Linked DNA regions of Sus scrofa: region 1 is linked to region 2. A link is a contact called in public Hi-C data. All regions are on one chromosome and are shown on one strand. The core of a region is the stretch at or near the end of the contact, and the rest is flanking DNA. Distances in the headings are between cores, read along the strand shown. Region 1 has its middle 490 kb from the start of SPRY1. Region 2 has its middle 520 kb from the start of ANKRD50.

Evidence for each region. Hi-C and Micro-C count contacts between places; a contact is called where the count stands out from the background.
Region 1: a contact with region 2 is called in a Hi-C map of mesenteric adipose tissue, with 1.7 times the contacts expected there. The contact joins two enhancer-like sites. A contact is called at or near these places in 4 of 47 Hi-C or Micro-C datasets (fetal liver, heart right ventricle, mesenteric adipose tissue and 1 more) and 1 of 2 datasets of contacts at active chromatin or transcription factors (skeletal muscle).

Annotation. Positions count from the first base shown.
Region 1 is chr8:100,369,603-100,374,193 of Sscrofa11.1, forward strand. No RefSeq gene overlaps it. Among named protein-coding and RNA genes, the nearest start is that of SPRY1, 490 kb to the right of the region's middle. Within about 2 kb of position 3,064, at least 9 of the 83 cell types and tissues checked have an H3K27ac peak or open chromatin away from gene starts, as enhancers often do. A contact at or near this core is called in mesenteric adipose tissue, where this site is marked.
Region 2 is chr8:100,301,405-100,306,069 of Sscrofa11.1, forward strand. No RefSeq gene overlaps it. Among named protein-coding and RNA genes, the nearest start is that of ANKRD50, 520 kb to the left of the region's middle. Within about 2 kb of position 1,332, at least 4 of the 83 cell types and tissues checked have an H3K27ac peak or open chromatin away from gene starts, as enhancers often do. A contact at or near this core is called in mesenteric adipose tissue, where this site is marked.

The DNA.
Region 1 (4,591 bases), core at 1,814-4,313, 70 kb after region 2:
AGTACAGCACTGCAAGTGAGCAAGAACAAATTTTCAGAATAAGTAGTATCTTAATAAAAAGTTCAAGCTTATTGTTTCCTCCACTTTGTACCAGCCTAAGGCCTGGAGTGAGGATGAGAATGGAGTGTATCCCAGAAAGAAACTGGTTTGAGGCAGGCTATGGCCCAGGAAAGGAGGTGGAATATTGTCCCACAGGGGAATTTTATGAAGAATCTCCTCCTGTATGTGCCTCTACACAGGCTTTCATTTGGAGTTTGGGCCAGTCTGTTGAGGCAAGAAGGGTGCTAACACTTGAAGCCATGAATAACAAGACACAGAGACATCCTCAAAGGACCTCAACTGGATATAAACCACTTCCTGATTGGTACATCACCTGCCCCAGTAGAAGAGGCTGCCACATTTACCACCATTCACAAGATGGCTGCCACTTCTGGTTCCACTGAACAGGCAAAGAGCAATTGCGATGCACTTAAGAGGATGCAGTAGCCAGCTAGAGGAAGAACAAGCAGATGGCCCAGGATGGGTGGCTCACACTGTGTAAGGAGCTCTTGAACTCTTGGAAGAAAGAGAAAACAATTGGCCAGTAAAATAATAACAAATATACCAAACACATAAGAAAAGTTAATGATAGCGCATGAATACACACATGCACACACACACACATTACAACCTTTTTGGAACTTAGCTAATGATAACATGACTTTTAAATTTTGGAAAAAATTGGCAATGAATTAAATAGGGAATGATTACAATAAAACTAAACGATTAAGTGAGGAAAGATCTAATAACACAGAGGAAATACAACTATATGGCAAAATTATGAAAAGATATGAGAACTGGATGACAGACTCAAGAGAGCATGACTATTAACTATATTGATAAATATTCACAAGTGGTATAATTGACAGAAAGATCAGAGCCAAAACTGCTTGGGTAAGTCAAATAAGTTGTGCCCACCTAAAGGATTCAGAAGAACATGAGAAGAGTGAGAGTATACAGAGAAGAGAAAGAAACATTCTCTGGGGAAAGATGCAAATCTCCTGGCCTCCAAAGGTCTTAGTAAAACCTACACAGTTGCATTTAATAGTATCCAAGTCAATCAAGTTTATATCAGGCTGAGAGCATACCTGTACTCTTCTAAGACTGTGCTGTTACACATAAGCCTAAAGTCCTCCAGAACAGAACCTTGTCTGGAAACTTGCTAGAGACCTCCTCACCTGGGTCAGGTGCACTTCATTAGTCTTGAGGTATACAGTGTACAGTATGATTGTTACAGGACCATACTCAAAACTCTGGCTTGAAACACTTGCCAGGCATGTTCGCAACCTGCACAGCCTAACACAGCTTGATCTGATTACCATCTCGAATATTGTGCAGTTACCCAGCGATTTCTAGAAGGTCTCAGCTATAGGACCCCTCATCCTGCAAGGAAGCCGAACATGGGAAAATTGAAGTTCCAGAAAGAGGAAAAACAATAAATGCTGGGAAAGGAGATCATTAAACCAGAAACATTTAAAATTTTCTCAAGCAAAGACTTGAATTTCCAGACTGGAAGAGCTTATCAGGAAACACATGTTAATACATATATCCTGATAAAAATTCCTGAATTCCAAGGAGGCATCTTAATAAGCCTCCAAACAGAAGAAGTGGTTATTTGCAAGGAAAAAAAAAAACAAAGACATTTAGCATTGAACTTCTCCTCTACTACATAGGAATTAAGAAGGGAATCGATCATTTACGTGTCCAAAAAAAAGAAAAAGAAAGAAATGCAAGGATCAGAAACATAAAAAAAGGTGTGCTCTGTTGGCAGCAATTACTAGACAAAGGATTATAACCAAACAAACATTAACCAGAACAGAAACTTCAAGAAAGAAGAACACAGGATGAGAGAATTCCTGAGAACATGAACTTTAAAATTAAAGGTGGTCATGTTTGACTAATTTCAGGCTGTTGGAATTTAAGCAAATGAGATGAGCTCAACTTCTGTGTTATCTCTTTTGAAGAAAGATACCTACCCTGGACCTCATCTTTCTCTCTGCTTCATGGCTAAGAAGTGGGGAAAATTAAAGCAAACTTGAAAGGCATGTTGAGAATAAAAGAGTCACTCCACCAACCACAGGCTGAACACATCTTGACTTACTTGTGAGAGAATTAAAATGATAGTATTTGATTCTCCTGTATTTAAGGTCTCTTTGAAACAGCAGCTTACTCAACTACAACTTCTCAGGAAGGTTTCGCTCTAGCTTGGCTCAAGGTTTAGGTACTTTTCTTTAGACTAAACCTTATGAGATTACTGATGTACATTGGATAGTTGCTGACCATAGAAAAATGGCATTTTATGTGGTTCAATCTAATAGTTACAAGTTCACAGTTGAATTCCTGTGTTATAAATTCAAAAGGCTCCTCATACCTCTTTTTGTCCCACTATATTCCTCAAGGAGAAAATAATGAGTCCCTTAGTCAGTTTTATTCTTTCAGGACTGGGGGATCTTTGTAAATCAAGAAATGACTAAACAATGTGATGGAAAGGAGCAATACTATGATTATATTCTGCCAGAGAGTACAAGGAGAGTAAGACTCAGAGGTCTTTTTTTTCCTCATATTTGCTTCAAAGATAGGAGGGTTGTTTTTGTTTGATTGTTTTGTAAATATCTTTGTATTGTCTGTTTTTTCCATTTGTTCTGCTCATGTGAATTTTTTTCCATGTATATTTGCTCATTTTTGATTATATGGATGCTTTTCTTTTTGAAAATTTTTGACAATTTTTAAGTCTGAGATGAAAGTAGATTCTTCCAGAAAGTATTCAGTATTGTTCCTACCAAGTAATGGAGAATACTACCAATCATTTTAATGATTAAAGAATCATTTAAAGTTAAATTCAGTTTCAGCTGTGTATGATAATACCGGTAGTATTAACTGGTGCTGCAGATCCATGATAGAGATGATGCATGGTTACAACTTCTCAGGAAGGTTTCCCTCTAGTTTGGCTCAGGGTTTAGGCACATTTCTTTGAATTCTTCTGGGAGTAAACAGGAAAGGGGATAGCTTAATTCCTCTTCATTCTTATTCAGAGGATACAACTTTTGGCTGCTTCCACTTGAGGACTGGACTGCCCCTGACTCTCCACTCTAGGCAGATACTGAGCCTTGAATTTAGCCCTTTATGTCCCAGTACAGACCTCAAAACTGAAGGTCAAGTTTGCCTCATTCAGCAAAGGCCTTCAAGGATAAAAGTGGCTTCAGTCATTGTCTTACTGCTCTAGGTTCTTGCTTTTGGCTAGAAGTTGTCCTGAGAAGTCTTCTTATGTTTTTGATTATTTGATTTTGTAATGATGTAAATATATATGTGTGTGCATGTGTGTATTTATATATATATATAAACATATATATATATGTATATATATAACTTGTTACTTGTTTTCAGTGGGAGTATTTGCTCAAATACCTTTCAGTCATAACTAGAAAATAAGGGCATCAATAAATGTAAAACTAAATATTTTCAATATTAAATTTACAAAAGTATTGAGGGATCTGTCATATCCATCTCTAACTTACCCATTTCTCCTGCCTCCACCCTTCTTCCCATCATGTTATTTATATCCTGGAATTTATATAGGGACTGATGAGCCAATTTGAATCGTGCACATAGTGCTCAAATTCCTGTATAGAACACTTAAAGCTCAATGGCTGTTGATTTCCAGACATTTATTTGGTACTTGAATATCTCTGCTCTGCATCAAGATACTCCTTAACTTGATATCAAAATATCTCTAAAAATGTGTTCTAAATACGTTTTGTTTGATGATTAAAATCTTTCAAAGACAGGAATTTGATAAAATGTCTGAAGTAATTATAACAGGAAGAATAAAAAAATGAGTAGATATCTTAAGACATAAATATGAAAGAAAATGAGGATCCTCTCCTCCAGAGTATGTAGTACAAAGTTAAAATATTAGTCAATGATTAGGAATGCAAAACAATCCCAGTCCTTCTATGAGTATAATGTGAAGTTGTAGCATTTGCAAGTCCTGTTTCTTTTCTTTCTTATTCTTCCTTTGAGAATAGGAAAGAATTTACAAACCAAATTCTTCATACATGATATCTTCTTCATGGACTCTTAAAAGTATTGGCACCCTAGACACAAAATGTACCATAAGACATTCCTTTGTATTTTTCATAGTTTCATGGGAAGGAACTTATGCAAATTATAGTCACAGACAAAACATATCCTGGTGACATCATGATTTCACTGAAAACTTTCCAACACTGAAAAAATATGTTTCTTCCATCCTTACCCTCCCCCTCTGGTAGCAACAGGCACATCCAGCTGTTGTTTTTAGAGAAGGGCGTCTATTGAAGCACCACCCTGTTTTTGCTGGTCTCATCCTTCAGCGTATTTGCAGAGTGCAAAATCAGTTCCTCATGTTATGGTCATTGTTGGAGTTCTTTGTTCTATAACTCCTTTCTGATTAAGAGTTTCAAGAAGTTATTAAAAATAACAAACAAATGTTATTAAGGGATACACATATTCTTGCTTGCCATCGTGATGAAATTCTAAACAGTTGCAAGCTGTTATAAAAATGAATGTATAA
Region 2 (4,665 bases), core at 82-2,581:
TCAAAGAGAAATATATATTCTCACTAGGTTCACTTTATTGATTTAGAACAGTAATGTTTGTTACTTTTTTAAAAGCCAAATCCTTTAAAACATACATTCGCAAGCGGTTAAGGAAAATACATATTTTATCTTCATACTATTTGCAGGCATATAGATATTCTTAAATCTGAAACAAAGCTACTGTATGTCATTCTTACATATCAGATATTGCTCATAATATTTAAAAATTCTGGTAAGTTTTCTGCAGTTCAAATAAAGAAGTCTAAGAATCTTATCCAAGCAGCTGTGGTTCCTATTTGAATTTTAGCCTAAATTATTAAAACCTCAAACCACAAAATCCCCCTAGGAAATCTTGAATAAGCATTGTTCTCATTGAAAAGGGCTGGGATCAGAAAGGAAGCAAGAGGTTTATGCTTTAGTTGCCTTTAGAACATCAAAAATATAGTGGTCAATTCTCCTTCAGATGTGTGTTCATAACCCCTTTTAATGGCAAAGGAAATTATATGTGTGGATTTGGGGAGAACATACCCCCAAGTAAGCAAAGCCAAGAACAACCAAATTTCTTTGCTTCAAAAAATTGGCTTAAACAATAGTTATTTTAAAAATAATTGTATGCAATATGTCAAGTAAATCTATTAATCAGTGGTAAGATTTCTATGACCAATTTGAAGAAAAGGCTGAAAAAATAGTTTAACCATATTTCTTTTCTAATTCTGAACAGAAAAATACAGTTACTAAACTATTTTTGAAAAAGCACTTATGTTTCTCAAAAGCAAGTATCTCATAATTCAAAAATTGTTTTTATTTTCTACCAGTCCCTGATGGGAATATTTTCATGTTTCCTAATGGTATAGCATGTAAAACAGACATTTTGTGGAAAGAGCTTTCAGAACTATAATGTTTTAAACACAGATTTTTTATCATTGAAAGAAGGGGTAATGCTCTTTAATATTCCTGAAAATGTGTCTGATAGTATTAATTTAGCAGAGGGAAAGTGAGTAAGGGAGGAATGCACAGGGAAGTTATTATGTCTGAGGAAGTGGTTAGGGAGTTTGGCTTTAAATACTCCTCACTACATCCAAAGCACAAAGGTTTACTAAACAGAAATTTAAATCAAAAGACAAACAGGATGTTCTTCTGGGACACATTTTTGAAAGCATATTTTTAATACCACATGAAAGCTGTGCCATCCAGATGTGAAAGCAATAAAATTTAAAAAAAAAACAATAAAATAAGTGAAATTGAATGATGCCTTTAACATGGAGCACTTCCTCCGTGAAGTCACTGGATCAGAGACAGAGCTATTTACTCTGAGGAAGAGGTGGGGCAAGTTCTGTAGGCCTGGGTTTTCTCACAATGAAAGAAGTAAAATAGCAATCTGGTTTGAGGAAACAGTGAGCTTTGGCAGCCTCTGCTTTCTGGATTTCTTAAATTATCTATTTTAGACTGAAGTGGAAACATATTAAAGCCAACACTTTAATATCAGATCAGCTTCAGGAAGGAAAACAGAGAAAAAAATTGTTGGTACATATTGTACCCAGAGTGTTATGAAGCAAGAAGTGAATAACAGTTTCTATGAGCTACCTAAGGTTAGTGATCATATCACAGATACAAAATGATAATGTCATTAAAACTCAGAGCACTAAAGAATTTGGAAATAAGAAAGTCTTTGCTAAGACTTAAGAAAATAGGACGTGTTATAGCAAAATAAAACCATTACATTTTTCACTGGAAGGGAAGGGAAATTTTTAGGGTATCATTTAAGTATTTCTCAGATTCTTAACTTTAATATTTTATTTTATTTTATTTTTAAATGATTTTTATTTTTTCCATTATTATTGGTTTACAGTGTTCTGTCAATTTTCTGCTGTACAGCAAGGTGACGCAGTCACACATACATCTATACATTCTTTTTTCTCACATTATCATGCTCCATCATAAGTGACTAGATATAGTTCCCAGTGCTATAGAGCAAGATCTCATTGCGTATCCATTCCAAAGGCAATAGTCTGCATCTATTAACCCCAAATTCCCAGTCCATCCCACTCCCTCCCCCTCCCCCTTGGCAACCACAAGTTTGTTCTCAATGTCCATGATTTTCTTTTCTGTGGGAAGGTTCATATGTGCCATATATTAGATTCCAGATACAGGTGATACCATATGGTATTTGTCTTTCTCTTTCTGACTTACTTCACTCAGGATGAGAGTCTCTAGTCCCATCCATGTTGCTGCAAATGGCATTGTTGTGTTTTTTAATGTCTGAGTAGTATTCCATTGTGTATACACGCCTCATCTTCTTAATCCATTGATCTATCAATGGACATTTAGGTTGTTTCCATGTCTTGGCTATTGTGACTAGTGCTGCAATGAACATGTGGATGCATGTGTCTTTTTCAAGGACAGTTTTGTCCGAATATATGCGCAAGAGTGAGATCGCTGGGTCATATGGTAGTTCTATGTGTAGTTTTCTAAGATACCTCCATACTGTTTACCATAGTGGTTGTACCAATTGACATTCCCACCAACGGTGCAGGAGGGTTCCCTTTTCTCCACACTCTCTCTAGCACTTGTTATTTGTGGACTTATTAATGATGGCCATTCTGACCGGTGAGAGGTAGTACTTCATCTCATGGTAGTTTTGATTTGCATTTACCTAATAATCAGTGATGTGGAGCATATTTTCATGTGCTTTTGGCCATCTTCATATCTTCTTTGGAGCAATGTCTATTCATGTCTTTTGCCTATTTTTCCATTGGGTTGTTGGCTTTTTTGCTGTTTAGTTGTATAAGTTGTTTATATATTTTAGAGATTAAGGTCTTGTCAGTTGCATCGTTTACAACGATTTTCTCCCATTCTGTAACTTGTCTTTTTGGGTTTTTTTTTATGGTTTCCTTTGCTGTGCAAAAGCTTGTCAGTATGATTAGGTCCCATTGGTTTATTTTTGTTCTTATTTCTCTTGCTTTGGGAGACTGACCTGAGAAAATATTCATGATGTTGATGTCAGAGAGTGTTTTGCCTATGTTCTCTTCTAGGAGTTTGGTGGTATCTTGTCTTATATTTAAGTCTTTAAGCCATTTTGAGTTTTTCTCGGGCATGGTGTAAGGGTGTGTTCCAGTTTCATTGATTTACATGCAGCTGTCCACTTTTCCCAGCACCACTTGCTGAAAAGACATTCTTTTTCCCATTTTATGTTCTTGCCTCCCTTGTCAAAGATTAATTGACTGAAGGTGTCTGGGTTTATTTCTGGGTTCTCTCTTCTGTTCCATTGGTCTGTTTGTTTGTTTTGGTACCAGTACCACACTGTCTTGATGACTGTGGCTTTGGAATAGTGCCTGAGTCTGGAGAGTTATGCCTCCTGCTTGGTTTTTGTTCCTCAGGATTGCTTTGGCAATTCTGGGTCTTTTGTTGTTCCATATAAATTTTTGGATTGTTTGTTCTAGTTCTGTGAAAAATGCCATGAGTAATTTGATAGGGATTGCATTGAATCTGTAGATTGCTTTGGGTAGTATGGCCATTTTTGCAATATTCATTTTTCCAATCCAGGAACATGGAATACCTTTCCATTTCTTTGAATCCTCTTTAATTTCCTTGATTAATGTTTTATAGTTCTCAGCATGTAAGTCTTTCTGCTCCTTGGTCAGGTTTATTCCAAGGTATTTTATTTTGGGGGGGGTGTGATCTTAAAAGGTATTGTATTTTTGTATTCCTTTTCTAATATGCCATTGTTAGTATACAGAAATGCGACTGATTTTTGGATGTTAATCTTATATCCTGCTACTTTGCTGAATTTGTTGATCAGTTTGAGTAGTTTTTGGGTTGAGTCCTTAGGGTTTTCTATATGTAGTATCATGTCATCTGCATACAGTGATAATTTTACCTCTTCTCTTCCAATTTGGATACCTTTTATTTCTTTTGTTCGTCTGATTGCTGTGGCTAGGACTTCCAATACTGTGTTGAATAAAAGTGGTGAGAGTGGGCATCCTTGTCTTGTTCCAGATTTTAGTGGGAAGACTTTCAGCTTTTCTCCACTGAGTATTATGTTTGCTGTGGGTTTGTCATAAATGGCTTTTATTATTATGTTAAGGTTTGTTCCCTCTGTACCCACTTTGGTAAGAGCTTCGATCATGGATGGATGTTGGACTTTGTCAGATGCTTTTTCTGCATCTATTAAGATGATCATGTGGTTTTTGACTTTTCTTTTGTTAATGTGGTATATGATAATGGGGTGTATGTTAATTTGCATATGTTGAACCATCCTTGTACACCTGTGATGAATCCCACTTGGTTGTGGTGTATGATCTTTTCTATATGTTGTTGGATTCGGATGGCTAAAATTTTGTTGAGAATTTTTGTGTCTACGTTCATCAAAGATATTGGCCAATAGTTTTCTGCAGGAGACTTTAACACTCTACTTACTTCCATGGAAAGGTCATCCAGACAGAAACTCAATAAGGAAATACAGGCCTTAAATGACACATTAGGTCAGATGGACATAAATTGCATTTATATAACATTCCATCTGAAAGCAGTAGAATATACATTTTTCTCAAGTGCACTTGGGACCCTCTCCAGGATAAATCACATGCTGGACCACAAATCAAGACTGAGTAAATTCAAGAAATCTGACATCATATCAAATATCTTTTCTAACCACAACACTATGAG